Regions from separate parts of the Mus musculus genome. Here region 2 is linked to region 1. The links are chromatin contacts, called in public HiChIP or PLAC-seq maps. All regions are on one chromosome and are shown on one strand. Each heading gives the region's core, a stretch centred on a gene start, on an enhancer-like site or on the middle of the called end of the contact. The rest is flanking DNA. Distances are from core to core; before and after follow the strand shown.

Region 1 (3,632 bases), core at 407-2,906:
CTGTGTTTTTCTCTTTTTAGCTCTCTTACCTACTTTCACTCCCGTTTCAAAGGGAAATGATGTATTGACCACAGAGTATGGGTTTTGTAAAAGGGTCAGTTGGTTCTTCAGAAGGAACAGCACGTGCACATGAATTTACATCTCTTAGGCAGTGAGAGGTAAGCGGTAGAACCTCTTAATGCTTGCCTGGATCTTCCTGCTGGGACGCATTGGTGTCTGCTCTGGCTGGTTTGTGGGGCGCTGTGCAGAGGCAGACGTATCTGGAAGTAGTCACTGGCCACTGGCCCCAGAAGAAACCTGGCTCAAGTTTGATCCGTAGTACTGAAAGGAGATGACTACTGAGGAAAGTGGGTGCTGACTAGAACAGCTACTTTGCTGTAAGACCCATGACTGCTTTCTGGAACACCAAGGAACTATTTAAGAAAAAGTCTGACACACCAGTGAACTGACTAATAAAAGGTAGTGAGGATACGAATCAGTAGTGAGGATGTAGAGACATTTGAACCCCTATTCAATGCTAGTAGGGTTGTGGGGTATTGGTGTTTTGAAAGTTTGGTAGTTCCTCGAGGAGTTAAGCAGCTTATGATCCAGCAATTCCCTCCTAACTCTCGACCCAAGCAAGAGAAGAAGAGCCTCTGTCCACAGTAGTCATAAAACCAAAATGAAGACAAGGAGAAGAGGACTTGGAGACTGCTCAGTGGGTAAAGCCGTGACTTCCTGAGCACGAGAACCCACGCTGGGATTCCCTGAGCACCCGTGCAAAGGCAGAGTGTGGCTGGCGGTGGGTGGGCTTCTAAAGCTGAGAGAACACACGCGGATCCCGGGAGCTGGCTGGCAGCCAGTCTAGCTGAAGCATTGAGCTCCAGGTCCAGTGAGACCTTTCTCAGAAAGGTGGAAGCTGGGCCGAGTGGCGCACGCCTTTAATCTCAGCACTCAGGAGGCAGAGGCAGGTGGATCCTTGTAAGTTTGAGGCCAGCCTGCTCTACATAGAGAGTTCCAGGACAGCCAGGGCTACACAGAGAAACCCTGTCTATGAATGAATGAATGAATGAATGAATGAAATGGGAAGACAGATGAAAAAGACATCAGTTGCTGGCATCTGTTTGTGCCTGCATGAGTGAGCACCCCCATACGTACATGTACAAATACACAGAAAATGCACATACACACACACAACAAGAAACATAAATAGTTAAACAAGTAACCATATTCAGTAGAGTCTTATCTTACCATAGAAAGGAGAGAGGTACTGGCTGATACACAACCCAGCATGAACCTTGAGAATATGTTAAATGAAACAGGCTACTCACAAAGAGCACACTGTATGGTTCTATTTATAGGAAATATTCAGAATAAGCCAGTTTGTGGTTTTCAGAAGCTAGTATCAGAAAATGGCGACTGACTGCAAGGGCTGTTAGTTCACATGAGAACGTGAGAATGTTCTGAGAGTAGTGATGTTGAGGTTGCACGTTGTTTATTAGTCACTCTCTGCATCACTGTGGCCACGTACGTGACACAGCTGTCGAAGGAAGGAAGGGTTTATTTTGGCTCCTGGTTTAAGAAAGATACCGTCTGGGCATGGTGGGAGGGATGGTGGCAGGAGCGTGAGTCATAGCACAGCCACGGCCAAGAGCTCCAGCCCAGAGAGAAGAGCCAGTGCTCAGCCCGCTTCCCTTTTGATTTGGTCTGGGATCCCAGCACATGGGATAGTGCCACCCACATCTGGTGTGGGGGTTCTCTAGTAAACCTCTGGAAATGCACTAACACTCAGCAAGGTGTGTCTTTCTTTATGATTCTAAATCCTGTCAAGTTGATAATGAAGATTAACTGTCAAACACATCTTAGAGTGCACTAAAAAAAGTTACTAAATTGTATACTGTGAAAAAGTGCATTTTGTAGGGTCTGAATTACACTTCAGTTATTGTTACACTGCTCATGTATAAACATACACACGCACGCGCGCGCACACACACACACACACACACACACACACGCAGAGTGGGAAGGAAGAAGAGAACACAAATTAGGGCCGTGGTTCTGCACACATAGAAACAGAGGTGACTGTGGTGTCAGGTGATGTAAATTCCTCCAGGGAAATAAGCATTTGAGTGTTTCAGGTGCTCATTACAGTGTGAATACAGTGAACACTTTAAATCTTTGTTAAGGGAAAGAATAGGGATGAAGAACCCTGGATATATAAATTACTGCAGGCCATTAAGTCCTAAATGGACAAGGAAAACTTAAAAGTAGCCAGGTCCAGAAAAAGCATAAAAAGATTACCATATTTTCTATGTGTCTGTAATAACTCAGCCATTAAATATAATGAAGATATATTATTAACAAGAACACTGTAAAAATCCCTAAGAATAAATTTAGCTAGAACTGTTGCTGGGTACAGATGCTCCTGCTTGTAACCATAGCAGCACTTGGGAGGCTGAGACAGGAGGCGGCTGCCAGTTTGAGATCAGTCTAAGTTACAGAGTAAAACCATATGTCAGAAAACCAAAATGTGCACACACACTCACACATAAAGATTTTTCTCTATTGAAAGAGAAAAGGACAAACCAGATGTGGTGATGTACACTTTAATCTCAGCACTCGGGAGGCAGAGGCAGGAGGATATAAAAGTAGATGGTCCCCACCTCCTTTTGGTTAGATTCTCAGCTGTGCAACCTAGGCTGGCCTAGGGCTCAGTTGTTAGCTCAGGCTGGCCTTGAACCTTCAGTTGGGATTCCATGCATATACCATTCCGTCCATACCACTCCACTGGATCCAGAGTGTCTTTATGGAGTCCTGGCTCTTCTGGAACTTGCTTAGGTAGCCCAGGCTGGTCTGGAACTCACAGATCTGTCTTCCTCAAGCTTTGAGTGTCAGGATTAAAGGCTGTGCACCACCAGGCTCAGCCATCATACTCGCTTTTAAAACTATTGTGTAGAGAAAAAGGATGGAATTGATAGCAGCTGTGATGTTTCTTTATAGGATAAAATTAGAAATGATTTATGTTTTCTTTTTGCTTATTTATATTTGCTAATTTGTTTACAATGAATGTGTTTCTTTTCTTTAAAAAAGATATCAAAAATTGTACCAATTTTGGTTTTCTTTTTTTTTTTTTTTTTTTTGGTTTTTTGAGACAGGGTTTCTCTGTATAGCCCTGGCTGTCTTGGAACTCACTTTGTAGACCAGGCTGGCCTTGAACTCAGAAATCCGTCTGCCTCTGCCTCCCGAGTGCTGGGATTAAAGGCATGTGCCACCACACCTGGCTGGTTTTCTTTTTTTTTTTAATTAATTTATTCTTAAATGAGTTTGTCGTTTTGCCTCCATGCGTGTCTATGTACCATGTGCATGCCGAGTATCTATGGAGGATAGAAGAGGGGATTGGATCTTCTGTAGCTGGAGTTAACAGATGGCTGTGAGACACTGAACCTGGGTCCTCTGGAAGAGTAGCCACTTTTAACCACTGAGCCACCTCTCTGGACCTTGGTTTCCTTTTTTAACTAGAAATGTATTTACCATTAGAGCCTGTGCCTATGTACGTGGTGTGGTGGGGATATGTGTGCTGTGACTCACCTGTGAATGTCCGAGGACGGCTTAGTGCAGCTGTTCTGCCTTTATAATGGGTCTGGGGACTAAAC
Region 2 (3,632 bases), core at 287-2,786, 60 kb before region 1:
AGATAGGCATTATTCATAATCAAAAGAGGCTCAGGGAGCTCAGCTTTCGAACATGGACAATATTTACAGCTAGAACAATGGAAGGACAGTAAAGAAATAGTAACAGACGAGCAGTCGCTTTACCAGACATGGTCTGACCGATCGGATTATGCTTGACTGGCTGTTACAAAAAAATATGCATAGTTGCTGGGCAGTAATGGCCCAAGTCTTTAATCCCAGCTCTTGGGAGGCAGAGACAGGCGGATTTCTGTATGTGAGGCCAGCCTGGTCTACAGAGCAAGTTAGCCCCCCCCATGCACATTATAACTTCTTCTTCTTCTTCTTCTTTTTTTTTTTTTTTTTTTTTGAGACAGGGTCTCACTTTGCAGATGATTCCAGGCTGGACTTGAATTTGTTTTGAGGCATGTCCACCAGAGAACAGCACACAGACAGTCTGTTTTTTTTTTTTTTTTTAAGATTTATTTATTATTATACATAAGTGCACTGTAGCTGTCTTCAGACACACCAGAAGAGGGCGTCAGATCTCAACTCAGGACCTTCAGAAGAGCAGTGTTCTTACCCGCTGAGCCATCTCGCCAGCTCAGACACAGAAACTCTTTTTTTTTTTCTTTTAAAGGGGATAGTAATAGAGACACAGACACTCTTTTTTTTTTTTTTTTTTTTTTAAGTTTAGGGGATAGTAATATATACCTTTTTTTCCTATTTATTTATTTATTTATTTATTTATGACTGTAGCTGTCTTCAGACACCCCAGAAGAGGGCATCAGATCGCATTTCGGATGGTTGTGAACCACCACGTGGTTGCTGGGATTTGAACTCAGTACCTTTAAGAACAGTCAGTGCTCTTAACCGCTGAGCCATCTTTCCAGCCCGACACAGACACTCTTAAGGCTGAGAACAAACTTCGTATTGATGGCTCCTGGCTACAGAGGATACTTGTCCAATCATGGAAACCCACATTCTGGTTGGCACACTTCAATTAGCAAGAAACAGAACTACGGAAGCCAAAACGTAAGGTTACCACATTTAGAGACTTTCCTGTTTCCTGGAACTATGGACCAGGTCTTTGATGGATTTTGGTCTTTGTACCATTTTTGGCAGAGATCTGCCTGCCTCTTCCTCTCGTGTGGAGATATTAAAGGTGTGAACCACTAAGCCCTGATCTGACTTAATTTTTAAAAAACATCTTATCCGCACATAGAATTCTGACTTTATTAGTGTACATCGTGCTTTTTGCTCATATACTGCGTGTTGTAACTACTCTCACACATACAGAACGTCTCTAACACTCTAGAGAATCCCCACAGGATTCTGAGTTTCCTCTGAGGCCAGAGCTTCCATTTTAGGCCTTCCCTCTCTCACTGTAAAAAGAGGAAGCACAGAAACCGAGGCCTCCTTGAGAAACTTTGCCTGAGTCTAACACAGTAGGTCAAAAGAACCCATAAAGGACTTGGCTCTAGGATCGCCACGCATGCGTACATCCTCTACCCTGCCTCCTCCGGTCGGTTCCCGTAACTCGGCCCCGCCCCTGACGCTGCGGCCCCGCCCCCGACGCCTGGGGTTGGGATAATCGGACCCGACCCGGCTTTGGTTCTGCAAAGCCTCAGTCTGTAGGAGACCTTCGCTGCTGGAGCCATGCCTTCTGTCGCTTTGAAATCTCCGCGCCTGCGCCGGGTGTTCGTGGTCGGCGTTGGCATGACCAAGGTAAACAGAGTTGTGAGCAGCGAGAGATCTGCCTCTGTTATTCCCCGCAGTCCGAGGCGACAGGGAAGCGCGGCAAGGGGACGGTCACAGTCTGCGCTGCTGTCCCTCTGACCTTTCCCTCCAGAGAGGCGACCTGAGGGTGTATGATGCTGTCACTAGGGTCTCAGTATCTTGGGCTTGTTCTCTCAGTCATTTTTTTTTTTTTTAAAGATTTATTTATTTATTATATGTAAGTACATGTAAGTAAGTACATTGTAGCTGTCCTCAGATACTCCAGAAGAGGGCATCAGATTTCGTTACGGATGGTTGTGAGCCACCATGTGGTTGCTGGGATTTGAACTCCGGACCTTCGGAAAAGCAGTCGGTGCTCTTAACCACTGAGCCATCTCGCCAGCCCCTCTCAGTCATTTTTTTATTCGCCTTCCTGTTTGCTTATTCTAGCTTTTTAGTCTGTGAAGGAGCCCCCAACACAGCACAAATCTCACACTTCCTTAGATTCTAAATCCCGAGTAGGCCGGCCGGGTGGTTCACATCTCTAGTATGAGCTTTAGGAGATGCAGCCAGGAGAACTGCTGCGAGTCTGAATCATATCAAGACCTTGTTTCACAAAACAAAGCAAACCAAACCGACAAACAAAACAAAACAAACAAACATGTGGTTGCTGGGATTTGAACCCAGGACTTTCAGAAGAGCAGTCAGTTCTCTTACCCGTTGAGCCATCTCGCCAGCCCTATCTTGTCTTTCTTACCTCTAGAGCCTTGAGCTTAGCTCTAATTTACTTTGATGCACTGGGATTCTTTGTTCAGATGACTATATTCTCCTAATGTATTGCTACAGGGTGGGTACCACAATTATTTACTGCTGTATCACTCACAGTGATAAATCACTCGTGCCTAATGACAGTGAATGTTAGATGATTGATATTAAATGGATTTACTGGTGAAAGAGTTACTGTGAAGAATCTTTTTGTACTGTAAAAAAAAAAAACAAAACCCAAATTTTACATTATCTTAGTAACAGGTGAAAACAAATAATTTATTCAAAACATGTAAATAGAAAAGTTGACTAATATGTTCTAAAACTTAAAGGGCATCCCACTGTTTCTCAGAGGGGGAGCTTCTCATATAGTAAGTAGGTGGGCAGTAAAACTTTCCAGAATATTCTCTAGATTTTTTTTTAAAAAAGTATCTTATATGGCCCTGGCTGGCTTTAAACTTCTGATTCAGTCTCTCAAACTGCCCCCCCCCCTCTGAACCTGCAAGTGTCCCTGATCCCCATGCCCTGCTAGTATGTTGTTCCATTTTAAAGTGTCTTCCCATGATTGCTTAATGTCTGTTTATATGGGCTGTATAGAAAAAGCATAGTTTCTGAAAAAAAAAAAAAGATATGTTTAATTTTTTTCTAGTTGGGAGGTGGAGGTGAAGGGGATATTAATATTCCTTAGGGAAGAGAAAAAGGAATTAAAGATGGTTTCATCATTTAAGCATATATGCAGTACATGTGCTATGTGTTATATGTGAGGGTGACCGTGACAAAAATGAATAAAAGCAAGATTGGGCAGGGGACATGACTCACTCGGTAGACTGCTTGCCAAACATGCATGAAGCCCTGGGTTCTATCCCTAGTCTGCATACACCAGGCATGGTGATGTCCACCCATTGTTCCAGCATTCAGAGGGTAGAGACAGGAGAATCAGAAGTTCAAAGCTGTCCTCAAGTTTACATAGCAAGTTCAGAGCCAGCCTAGCTTTTGTAAGACCTTACTTTAACCAAAGAGCAAGGGTCAGCAAAGATGGCCAGTGTGTGAAAGGCTTGACAGTCAGAGTTTGGCCCCTTGCCCTCACTTAGTATGAGTGTGCCCCCTACACATATACACACATACTTACACACTAACAAACTGAAGATATTTATTTTATAAATATAGTATTT

The links. HiChIP or PLAC-seq counts read pairs in DNA pulled down with a chosen protein or histone mark.
Region 2: a CTCF HiChIP or PLAC-seq map of the NIH/3T3 cell line shows a contact between it and region 1, with 18 read pairs. The contact joins the promoter of Scp2 here to the enhancer-like site in region 1. A contact is called at or near these places in 6 of 39 promoter capture datasets (the 3T3-L1 cell line, 3T3-L1-derived adipocytes, cranial neural crest and 2 more), 1 of 15 datasets of contacts at CTCF or cohesin (the NIH/3T3 cell line), 21 of 484 Hi-C or Micro-C datasets (CD4 T cells, CD8 T cells, DN2 thymocytes and 15 more), 1 of 115 datasets of contacts at active chromatin or transcription factors (bone marrow-derived macrophages) and 3 of 9 other capture datasets (adipose tissue, liver and pancreatic islet).

Annotation. Positions count from the first base shown.
Region 1 is chr4:108,056,270-108,059,901 of GRCm38.p6, reverse strand. The region is part of intron 13 of Scp2 (sterol carrier protein 2, liver); the gene reads left to right. Among named protein-coding and RNA genes, the nearest start is that of Gm23354, 16 kb to the right of the region's middle. Within about 2 kb of position 1,656, at least 98 of the 459 cell types and tissues checked have an H3K27ac peak or open chromatin away from gene starts, as enhancers often do. A contact at or near this core is called in CD8 T cells, DN2 thymocytes, the NIH/3T3 cell line and 7 more, where this site is marked.
Region 2 is chr4:108,116,451-108,120,082 of GRCm38.p6, reverse strand. Scp2 (sterol carrier protein 2, liver) reads left to right here and starts at 1,536. Exons shown (of 16, transcript NM_011327.4): 1 at 1,536-1,704. The coding sequence starts at 1,636.